Linked DNA regions of Zea mays: all the other regions are linked to region 1. Evidence: chromatin contacts called from public Hi-C data. All regions are on one chromosome and are shown on one strand. The core of a region is the stretch at or near the end of the contact, and the rest is flanking DNA. Distances in the headings are between cores, read along the strand shown. Region 1 holds the start of LOC100216851. Region 2 holds the start of LOC100194131. Region 3 holds the start of LOC100283551 (developmentally-regulated GTP-binding protein 2).

Region 1 (3,979 bases), core at 1,063-3,562:
CATCAAAGTTGGTTGTGTGGATAATGTCATGACACTGGCAGTCATGGCAAGCTTGGACTGGAAAGAGATTATTGTTTGGTTGTGTGCATGCAAAATGGTTGAAGAGGCGGCTGGTTTGTAATGCTGGTGATAACAAAATGAAGAGGTTCAGGAAAGCAAATAAAGATATAGAGTGCTAAATTATCAGCATGAGCGTGGAGAGAATTCAGGAGAGTGTGGTTGGGAGAGAAGCTGCCATGTCAACCGTCGAGTCATCAGGATCAGCTTTATCCCGGCAAAGGCCAGAAACCGTTACGAGTGGTCCACGAGGGTGGCTGCTGTGCGGCCTATCTTCTCCCTGTCCAATCTCTGCTTCTCCCTCCTCTCCCACCCAGAATCAGAAGCATCGCGAGTCGTCGCCGGGACACCGACGACTGGGCGAGTGCTGCCGCCGGCCTTTCTCCAGGTCTTTGCCGGACGCCCTCCTGACCTTCATGAGCTGTTCCGCGGTCGCCTCCGATGGCATTGCGCTGCACTTCCCTACCCCGTCGAGGGCAGGACCCTCCGCGGAGGAGGAGGTGTCTGCGCGTGCGGGGTGCTCGCTCTCGGTTCCCACAGGAGTACTAGGAGAGCGAGGCGCAGGCAGTCAGGCACCGAGACACGCGCCAGGGCAGAACCAAGTATGCTATGCAGATTGTATTACATGCATTACCTAATAAAGACAGGCGTGTCCAGAAGGTGTCACTTGCAGCTGAGCTACTCGATTCGAAAAAGGCAAGATACTGTCTTGAAGTAGAGATTGGCAAATCTCCTCCGCTTTCTGATGACGACGTCTGGTATGAGCTGCGGGAAAAAAAATGCTGAATACAATAGCTTTCTTGTCAAGTCATTACTTTTTGTAAAATCACCATCCATCAGAATCATTACTTTTATAGCACCTACTTTGGACCAAAGATGTGTCATCCAGTTAGCGTAACTAGCAGACAGCTTTCTGTAATAATGTATAGGCAATGTAAATTTGTCTGATTGATTATCATGGCCTTTTGTTTCTCCAAATGAATGTATAGGGTTATGTTGTTATCATACATCTTACTTTTACTCCCTCCTCACATTCAGGTTGCGATGCTGAAGTTCACAGGATTTAAGTTGCTAAACAACATTTCAGACAGTGGGAAGGCCTTCCTAATGATTCTAGTATCAGACATCCTTCTAGGGTATGTTATATGAATTGTCATTCTCTTAAATAGAAGATCCATGTACGCCTAAAGTTGAGGCCTGCATTCATTTATCCAGTGAGCTCTTGTAAGGTGTTATTGATGACATTTTATCGTCAGTACTCCTGGTTAGTTGGAGCTTGACCAAACAAATGGGAGGGGTTAGTCTATGTATTTGAGCTCTAAACACTCATAAACAGTACCAAATTTTAATGTTTGGAAAATTGTTGCCTTCTAGGTATGTCTTGGGCTTTGCATTGTTATTCCTACTTGATTTATTTTCAGTGTTTGAACATAAGTAGTGGAGAATCTATTCACTATTTTGTTGTCCAGGGAGAATATAAGAAGAAATTTAGTCTTTGAACAATAGGTTATTGCCAGGTTCATTCTTTTGGCAAGAAAAAACCAACAATGTTAATTGGAAAAGTGCAGAGTGAAATATTTTTTCTCTCGGACGACAGTGTAAAATATTACGAAACACTTCTTTTCTGGTGTATCCAAGTTTTGTTTTTCTTGGATTCTTGCTTGAGATGATGAATACATAAACTGTTCCCATCGCTCTTAAGAATGAAAATCTAACTGTCCCAACACCAAAAACCGTAAAAACTGTTGAGTCCATAATTTGGTATTCGTTTTTTTTGTGTGTGCTTAGGCTGGGAAAATAATTACAATTTGCAGTCAGTCAATGGTAATATGGTATATTGGCTTGGCATATGAAGTTTTCATCAAATCTGAAGGATCTCTTTTGCATGTCAGGTTACTGTTCCAGGATGTCCAGAGCTTCATGTATTTTAGAACTGAAACGTGTCGACATCAGAAGAGGGAGGCATAATGAGTTGCAGGGTTCAGTATGCAGGTTTTAAGCTTCATTAAGTCATATAAAGTTCCATTGTAAATTGTTTCAGTTCGAGTCTTAATCTCTCGTCAGAGTAAGTTTTTAATATAACCAAGGTAGGGTTTGTGTTGCAGTAAAAGGAATCGCCATGCCCACATCTACCTGGGCCTTTTAGCCGGGCCGAATCCCGGCAAAGGCCCACTGTAGACCCAGAAGAAACCGCTAGAGTTGTCCATGAGGTGTGAGGCCCATGAGGGTTGCTGGTGTGGCGCGTCCGTGGATTTCTCTCTAGCAGGCTATGCCTGCCTGGATCATCCCGACTCTTCGTCTCCAGCTGGCAGCTGCTGCTTCTCCGGGTGCATCTGCCCCTGCGTTCCAAGTACCGCTGGGGCCAGCTATCTTGCTACTTGCTAGGCAGCATATGGTCCGCGTTTCATGACCTTCATGAGCTGTTCCGCGGCCGTCTCCAACAGGACCCTCTGCGGGGGCCACGGCGCTGTCTGCGCGCGCGGGGTGCTCGCTCTCGGTTCCCACAGTAGTAGGAGGAGGGCGAGGCGCAGACACGCGGTGGTCTTCGCTAAGAGGAGGCGGCGGCGTCTCAGCAAATGGCAGCGGCCGTGGTGGAAGACCTTCTTTTCTGACTGGAACGAAGACGACGAGAGCCTGGCCGGGTGGAGGGAGGAGGACGAGCTCTTGGAGGAGATTGGCGCCAACCAGGAGCTGTCGGACAATGAAAAGTTCAAGGTGTGGATGAGTAAGGCCGAGGCAATCGTTGAAATGCGCGAGGCCCAGCAGGATGCGATGAACGCCGAGGAGCGATCGTGGGAGGATTGGATCAGTGGTGGCGGCACGTCAGGGACTGGAGGAGGTGGGGACTGGAATCGGGAGGACAGCTTGTTGGACCAGATAACTGATGATCCTGCAGAGATTGTGAGGGACAAGAGCATTATTCAGATTTTCAGAGATTCCATCAATGAGGATTACGAGGACATGCTGTTCGAAGATCGAGTGTTTATGTATGCCTCGACAAACTCGGTGCGTTCTTTTTTTGCTACCTTGTTTGTGTCACCAACTAGCATAATGTGCTACTGCCCAGTGATAATATAATCATGACATGCCGCCAGTTACTACTGCTCATGGTCGCCACCATACTAAAGTAGTTCTTCTACATGCATACACCTTTTTTGAGGGGCTCATTTTGACCATTAACCTTCTTTGAGGATGTATTTGGATGAAATAAAAAATAAATTTTGTATATTTATTAAGCATGCATCTGTCAGGGCCTAAGAAGAACCACGGAGGGGCTGCTGCAGCAACAACTATGGGCCCTCCAAGAAGGATTAGATAAGGATAGTTAGAGATAAGATTAAAAAATTAGTTGAGATTATTTAGGAGATTAGTTGAGATTATCTAAGAAGGTTATCAGTTAGTAGTTTGTTGAGAATTTTTAGGAGAGTTTTAAGGAGATAAGGATCTCTAGCTAGATAGGGACAGTCAGCCGGCCTATTTATGTAATCAATGGATGAGAAATAAAGCAGACAAGAATTAGAAGAGAAAAACTCTCATCTTGCTCAGCCGTGGGCAGAGGCCCCTGGCCGACGTTCTAGTCCATCGATATCCCTCTCCAATCCCTCACCGATCTAGCGACCATAACATCTGGTATCAGATAGCTTGGGTTTCGATCTGATCCCATGGCTTCTGCTGCCAATTTCGCGGCGGTGTCCTGACAACCGGTGTTCCCATCTCCATGGACTGCGCCGCATGTCACCTTCGTCACGCCGTCCTGGCAACCGGTGTCCCCATCTCCATGGGCTGCGTCGCATGCCACTTTCGTCACGCCATCCTGGCAACCGGCGTCCCCATCTCCATGGGTAGCATCGCCTGCTAATTTTGTCAACACATCCTGGACGCCGGCGTGTCCATCTCCAGGGACAATGCCAAATTTCGTCAC
Region 2 (3,979 bases), core at 773-3,272, 150 kb before region 1:
CAAGGAAGTGATACAAAGAATTGGTTCTGAGTTGCGTGATTTATGGTCTTCATACAATTCATTCCGCCGAAGACGTGCGATGCACTTGTCATATTCTACCAAGATTTCTGAAATTGAAAGTTTCCTGCAAAATGTTTTCTTAAATACATTATTCATACCTTCACTCCTTTGAGTTGATGTCATATCAGCACAAAATGAATCATGTCTATATATCGTGGCCCACTGTTCACGTAAATCATACAGGTTTTGTATCCAAGCATTGTCCTGTAAGCTGTAAGTAGCTATCAACTCTTGCCATCTCAAGTTGAAGTGTTCCACTGACTTTTCTTCATACACACAATTTTTGAAATCCTTCAAAAATTCTTGATTATTGGCAATCACATGGCTTAGATGCTTACCGGCATTTTGGTATATATGCCATATGCAGAGACGATGACACGAGCTTGGGAATACCATCATAATTGCCTTCGCTATTGCAGCACATTGATCTGTAAAAATTGTTTTAGGTTTTTTCCCAGACATTGCTTTCAAAAAGGCTTTAAACAGCCAAGCAAATGATTCCGAACTTTCATTGAACAATAGTGCAGCTCCAAAAACAATAGTTTGTCTGTGATGATTTGTTCCAATAATAGGGGCAAATGGCATTTCAGACTTATTTGTTTGAAACGTGGTGTCAAAACAAATGACATCACCGAAGCAAGCATAATCTGCAATGGCCTGGCCATCTGTCCAAAAGAAATTACAAATTTGACCGCCATTATCTGGATCTAGCTCCACAGAATAAAAGAAAGACGGGTCTTCTGCTTGTTTGTTTTCTAAGTATTCCAACAAAGTTTTTGCATCTTGTGTTTCCAAATACTTTTTACGCTCACGACTAATAAAGTTGTTGCAATCCATCTGCAAGAACTGCACATTTTCAGCTCCACCAGACCACACCTGAAAAAATTCAAATATTTCTGTTGACTTAACCCCTGCTTCTCTCATTTTGCTAATGATATGTTCATCAGCCGGTAGCAAACGTCGCTGTGATCTAAGCATATGAGTCTTGTCAGGACTTGTGAAAGGGTGAGTATGTGCCAATTCAACTTTTTGCATCTTCCAAATACCTTCACGGGAAATATAAAACTGAACACGAGCCTTGCATTCTGACCTTGTTGAAGCACGTTCTTTCTTAGGCGGTTGTGTCGGATTACTATTCTTGTGACCTTCGTTACTGCAAACCATGTACTTGGAAGCTAAAGTACCATCAGCTCTGTACTTAACATGACACTTTCTGATACTAAATCCAATCTTTCTTGCATATGAGTTATAGAAATTGTATGCAGCATCTTCAGATTCAAAGGTTAAGCCAACCTGTGGTACTTGTTCTAAGGATAAATTTTGATGATTGCCCTACAATGAATATTAACACGAAATTAAGTAGTTTGTCAGGTCTAAAGAGCAATTCTAAAGCAGCAAAGACCAAACTAAATATATCTTCCTTTTACTAATCTTATTACTCTGTTGTACAACATAGAAAAACATCACTGACCTCCATCTCTAAAGTACCATCAGCTCTGTCGCCGGAGTGATTAGACTGCCGATGTCAATCCGTCCCCGTGAGTGCAACCAGTTGCTGCCGTCGGGATGATTTGCCGTCTAGATGATCAGCCTTTCCGGCTTACAGGCGGCGCTAGGCAAGACAAGGCTTTGCTCGTTACCTAGATGGCGTCGGTTGGAATTCCTGCTTGTGTTTTACCGATAGGATATGGCCCAAGGCCCATAAAATGTTGTGGTGAGTTCTGGCTTTGAGATTCGGAGTTCTACGTGGCGCAAAGACAGATCAGGTCTTACAGATTAACAAAGGACCTGGGTCTCACGTAATTCGTTTCCCACCACACGACGATAAGCAAAATGGCAGCCACCTAATCTGGTAATAAAGAAGAATCAGCCCCCCACCAGTTGGAACCTGTCTGTATGCGGCACTGCGGCGCCCGTGGGGCCCACCACGGCGCCGCCGGCAGCGTCACCAACCCCCACCTCCGCCCTCCCACCGGCACTCCCCTCGCCTGCTCCACGACGCTTATGCGCTCGCGTCCCGCTCTCGCCGCCCACCTCCGGCGCCTGCTCCTCCTCTCTCCCTCCGCCCACCTCATCATCATCCGCCGCGCCATGGCCTCCGCCGCCGCCGCGCAGGCGCAGCCAGGTGAGCGGCGCACGCCCGGGACCCAGCCTGCCTGCTTGATTCCTTGCTTACATCACGCTGCACAATGGCTGCGGACGTTTGGTGAGCTGATGAACTGACCACGGCGGTGGATTGGGTGCGTGTGTTTGGTTGTTGTTGGGCTTCCTTCAGGTGGCGCCCCACCGGCGACCGCGGAGTACGAGGAGGTGCTGGGGCGGCTCTCCTCGCTCATCACGCAGAAGGTGCGCGCGAACAGCGCCAACCGCGGCAACCAGTGGGACCTCATGGAGCACTACGTCAAGGTTCGTGGCTCCGTGCGTTGAGATTCTATAAGATCTCCTCCTGCGAAAGCTGTTCCGAATTGTAATAGGGTGGTTGTTTGATAAATTGGATCTGTTTGGTGCGAATGGTGGTTAGATTCTGGAGCTGGAGGAGTCGATCGCGCGGATGAAAGTGATTCACGTCGCGGGGACCAAGGGGAAGGTAAAGGAACTAGCGGCATCCTCTAGTCAATCCTGCTGTCTCACTTTTAGTTTGATCAGAAAGTTCAGGAATTCAGATTCAATATTTGTAGGGTAAAACAGCTAGGCAATCACGGCTCAGATGGAATGCAAATGTAAACAACGCGAAGCATTAAGCTTTACTAAAGTCGCACTTTAATGCTACTCGTGTTTGATACCAGGATGCAGTGCAACCATTTCCATATATGTATTGGCTAGCATTGAACTGCGTCTTTGTACAGTAGTAATATGAAATGAGAAATGCTGAATTCTTTTAGGGCCCTGATTTGGCATCAATTGAAAAGGCATTGACTGTATCTATCTACAGGGTTCCACATGCACATTCACCGAGTCAATCCTGCGATCGTGTGGCTTCCATACTGGGCTGTTCACCTCACCACATTTGATGGATGTTAGAGAGCGATTTCAGCTAGATGGGTAATTCTTTTTCCTACTGTTCTTTCATCTTATACACCTGCATCTGGCTGTGGTGTTGACAACAGTGGATCCTATGAACTTCCAAATGATTTTTTGTATGTAAACATCCTGTGTCATCTTTCTTGTGCTGTCCCTGTAATTAGGTGCTATGAAATTTATGATCGCACTGACCTAGCTCCTTTCTGAGGGCATCAGGGTTAATATTTCTGAAGAGAAATTTTTGAAGTACTTCTGGTGGTGCTGGAACAAGTTGAAGGTAAGTGTCTTGATTTGTTGTTCCATATAAAGTCACTCTGCGCTCGACGTTTACTACCTAGAAGTGGCAAAGCTCAAACTACTGAATTGATTCCATCAGGAACTTTTTTGCATTTGTCATATAATCTGTCTGATCTCATCATGCTGCTTTTATTCTATATAAACTGGTGGATGATGAGATAAATGGGCTTACTTCCAGGAGAAGACTGATGATGATATTCCCATGCCAGCCTATTTCAGGTTCCTCGCGTTGCTCGCATTCAAGATATTTTCTGCTGAGCAGGTATAGAAAATACAAGCATTTACTACTCTTTCTGCCTTCTTTGCAAGATATTCAAGATGCTAAAGCCATTTTAGTTGCAAGTTGTTGTGCAAATATGTGGTTTTAAGGTAGACACATTGATGCATCTATCACATATATGCTCTTCTGACACTAGGAATTTACTCATTCTTTATACCTTCTGAGCTTCGCTGGCATCTGCCCAATCATTTCCCTGTCTTTTTTCCGACTCTAACAGGTAGATGTTGCTGTTCTTGAGGTTGGCCTAGGAGGGAAGTTTGATGCAACTAATGTGGTATGTGATGTTCTATTTCAGTAATGCATAACTAAAGTTTGTGTATA
Region 3 (3,979 bases), core at 663-3,162, 140 kb after region 1:
GTTGTGTCCTCAACTTTGCTAGTTTTGCCTTCAGTTGTCCAAGATGATATTCTGAATGACCGACAATGGAAAAGACGAAAAATATTATCAGATACAACATTCTGAAAAAAATAGGGGGGAAATGCAGCAACCAGAAGTTACTCATAGGTCAAGTACAGGCATTTATGACGAATTTCCTTTAAAAAACAATCGTTTGATTAAGATCCATGTCCTTGTCAGGGCAGAGAATGGCACACATGTTTGCGTATAGAGGATAGTATCTGACTGGTAGTTGCGCATATGATGGGTTGTTCATCGGGTCTGTGCATTTCGGTCACTATGAAAGAGTTTGGAAAACTTGGGCCCCCTCTAAATGCCACTTCTTCCTCTGGCTAACGGTGCTAAATAGATGCTAGACAGCAGATAGGTTGGCAAAGAGAGGACTTGATCATCCGGAGAAATGTCCACTTTGTGACCAAGAGTCTGAAACTTTGGATCACATTTTGGTTTCTTGTGTTTTTGCGAGAGAATTCTGGTTCCGGCTGATGTGCAATTTCAGACTACAAAATCTGGCTCCTACACCTAGTACGGTGTCTTTTACGGGTTGGTGGGAGATGATTGACAATGGCTCTGGAGATACGATTATGAGGGGTGTCAACTCCCTTATTGCCTTGGGAGCCTGGATTATTTGGAATCATCGGAATCGAATTGTCTTCGATGGAATCTCCCCTAGTGTTTCTGCAGCCCTTTGTCAGGCAAGGGAGGAACAACAGTTGTGGGAAATGGCAGGAGCTAAGGGTCTCTCCTTTCTTGCCGCAACCATCCGGGGCACCTAGCTGCCTGCTTTATCGCTGAAGGGCCGTAATTGTTTATCAGGAATTGTTTGTTTTTTGTTTTTTCTCTTCTTTTCTTTGGTTTTTTTATCCCCTTAGGGGAGGTCTTTTGTACTGAGGTCTATTTTGGACCTTTTTTCCTTCTACTTAATATAATGATGCGCAACTCTCCTGCGCTTTCGAGAAAAAAAATCTGACCGGTAGTTCATCAATACTTGATTTGAGTAAAAATATTTTATATTGCAAAGGGCATATTGTTCAATTCACTAGTCCAAATTATGTCTACATCTTAAAATTTGTTACGAATCCACCAGCAGATGGCCAAATGATAGTTTCTGTTCATCATCATAAACATCTATAGCACTGAACAGGAATACGATCAGATATTCTAGGTACAAAACCTGCTAAAAGGCAATTGATGATAAGGTATATGCTCTGGAAACATCGCAGCACAGTTTCATTCAAAAGGAAAATGAGATGATGAGGATGAATTGCATAGCTGTAAAACACGTGCAGTGAAGACAGCAAAACCTGTTGCTTTATTTTTCTGAGTCCGAGCCATCTCGGCCTCAATCTCCTTGATCCTCTCAAGGATACCCATCTTCTATCTTGTGCTGTATGCAGCTTGCTCCGTAGTTACACAAATCACGAGCAATACGTACTGTACCCTGACAAGCAACCAAAGATCAGAATATGGTAAGCCAAGCCTATAACTAGTCCGTGCAAGGAAACATGTTACATGTATAAACATCTACCTAAAACTGCATTCCTAACTCGCAGCACCTAGTTTCACTCACTGCAACTCGCGTCAATCCACAATACGCTTCTTAGTGTGTGTGTGGGGGGGGGGGGGGGGGGGTGAATGGAACCCCACGATTTTGGGACACGATTTTGGGATAGGCACAACGCGATTCGATCAGATCCAAATACAAATAGCCACATAGCTTAAGCTAGGGTTTTCTTGCTCGGTTTACCACGGCAGGAAGGGAAGAAAAAGGGCGGACAAACCTGGTGTGCGCTCGTCGACGGCGAAGGACACCAGGCGGAGGGTGGAGGCGCCGGTAGCCCAGTCGTCGACGCGAGTGAGCAAGCGAGAAAGAGGGAACTCTCGGCGTGAAGGGCGGCGCCGATAGACCAGTTCGGCCGATGCTGGGCGCACCCGCACTGTGCTTCTCTGGGCCGTTTTTTTCCCTGGGCCGTTCCTTTTGCAGTTTTTTTTTAAATTTTCTTTCTCTTTTTTTTGTTGAAAATAAAACAAAAATAAGTATGAAACATACATTCTCAAAAAATAGTTTGATTTTATTGTTTCATGGCAATTTAATTTTAGAACTCCTATAGACTTGGTTGTCGTGCCAACTTACTTCTTTTCATTTAAAAAAATATTAGTATATTGTCAAGTTATACTCCCTATGTCCCATTATATAGTCCGTTTTAGCTTCTTTTTGTCCATATACAAATGGATAACAATAAATCTAGACACATATATGATACACATACATCAACATTGTATGAATTTATTAACACCCTAAAATGAATACTATTTTGGGACAAGGGAATATATATGATAGCCTATTAAAACATAAGAACTTCTGTTGACATAAGGTAAAATATTTTGTCTCATGTGAACTTTAAACCATTTTTGAAATGGTAAAGTCAGAACATCCTTTTGGATATAAAAAATTAGTATGGAACACTAAAAATATAGAGGAATTATTCTCATGGGCATTGAACATTGCCCCGCTCGATAAAAGGAAAAAATTGTTTCAGCTTTGTTGGAAAGCATTGTTGAAAACGTTATCCACTTAATTGTTCTTTATGATCAAAATAAACTGAAGCCATTCCATGCCATGCCATGCTTTATGTTTTTCTTTTTTATGGCTACATTTTTCTCAGTCGCTTCCATTTGATTTATTATATATGCTAAATACAAACACAACCTAATTAAGGTGAACTAACTCGTTCTGAGTTTTCTGCATCTGGATGGAGCTGACACTATTGCTTGATGTGGTGACCTAATCACATGGCTTACTCATTAGAATATATATGACTTAGTTAAGTATTGAACATCAAGCTGGAATAGCTCAGTTGGTTAGAGCGTGTGGCTGTTAACCACAAGGTCGGAGGTTCAAGCCCTCCTTCTAGCGAGTAATTTTTTTGTCCCAAATCAATTTATCTGTGTTCATATTTTTTGTTTTTTTTTGTCTCAAATTAATTCGTTTAGGTTAACATGTTATTTTGAACATTTTTTGTCTCAGATAAATTAATTTGTGTTCATATTTTTTTATATTTTTTATGTTTGTACTTCATTTGGGTTAACATGCTCATTTTTCTTTTGTTCATTTTATTTTTGTGTTTCAAATCAATTCATTTCCGTTCACATGGTTTTTGCCTTTTGTGTGTCTCAAAACAATCCTTCTAGCGAATACTTTTTTTGTCCCAAATCAATTTATATGTGTTCATATTTTTTGTTTTTTGTCTCAAATTAATTCGTTTAGGTTAACATGTTATTTTGAACATTTTTTGTCTCAGATAAATTATTTTGTGTTCACATGTTTTTTATATTTTTATGTTTGTACTTCATTTGGGTTAACATGCTCATTTTTCTTTTGTTCATTTTTTTTGTGTGTTTCAAATCAATTCATTTCCGTTCACATGTTTTTGCCTTTTGTGTGTCTCAAAACAATCCATTTGGGTTAACGTGTTCTTTTTCTTGTGATCATTTCAATTTTTGTGTTTCAAATCAATTCATTTGTGTTACATGTTCTTTTTCTTGCGTTCATTTCTTGTTTTTTTCCTTTCTTACGCCTCGAATCAATTCATTTGGTTTCACATGTTTTTTTTATCTCAAATCAGTTCATTTGGGTTCACATGTTCTTTTTCTTGTGTTCATTTCATGTTTTGTTTCTTTCTTGTGTACCAAATCAAAAAAATTGTTTACATGTTTCTTTTCTTGTGTTCATTTTAGAGAAAGCAATACCCTTTATTTATGCAACCTTTCAATTTTTATTGACCATTTTCATCATTCAACCTTCCATGGCTTCAATTTTCAGTGAAAAAGGTTATTTCGTTCCAGAAAGTATCTTTTGGAAAAATGTCACACCCGGTTTTAAAGACAAATTCGGGTGTGTCTCATACGTGCGCCAAATTAAAAACCACACATACGATGA

What was found. A called contact is a pair of places that touch in the nucleus more often than the background predicts.
Region 2: a Hi-C map of leaf shows a contact between it and region 1, with 3 times the contacts expected there. The contact joins the promoter of LOC100194131 here to the promoter of LOC100216851 in region 1. A contact is called at or near these places in 4 of 25 Hi-C or Micro-C datasets (ear, leaf and tassel).
Region 3: a Hi-C map of leaf shows a contact between it and region 1, with 3 times the contacts expected there. The contact joins the promoter of LOC100283551 here to the promoter of LOC100216851 in region 1. A contact is called at or near these places in 4 of 25 Hi-C or Micro-C datasets (ear, leaf and tassel).

The regions. Positions count from the first base shown.
Region 1 is chr9:161,001,748-161,005,726 of Zm-B73-REFERENCE-NAM-5.0, forward strand. It overlaps LOC100216851, which reads left to right and starts at 2,313. Exons shown (of 7, transcript NM_001366944.1): 1 at 2,313-3,063. The coding sequence starts at 2,464.
Region 2 is chr9:160,848,652-160,852,630 of Zm-B73-REFERENCE-NAM-5.0, forward strand. LOC100194131 reads left to right here and starts at 2,023. Exons shown (of 16, transcript NM_001350861.1): 1 at 2,023-2,185; 2 at 2,336-2,466; 3 at 2,582-2,647; 4 at 2,993-3,102; 5 at 3,298-3,358; 6 at 3,557-3,640; 7 at 3,876-3,932. The coding sequence starts at 2,065.
Region 3 is chr9:161,144,942-161,148,920 of Zm-B73-REFERENCE-NAM-5.0, forward strand. It overlaps LOC100283551 (developmentally-regulated GTP-binding protein 2), which reads right to left and starts at 1,913. Exons shown (of 12, transcript NM_001156451.1): 1 at 1,821-1,913; 2 at 1,344-1,473; 3 at 1-51. The coding sequence starts at 1,413. TRNAN-GUU (transfer RNA asparagine (anticodon GUU)) reads left to right here and starts at 2,883; the gene lies at 2,883-2,956.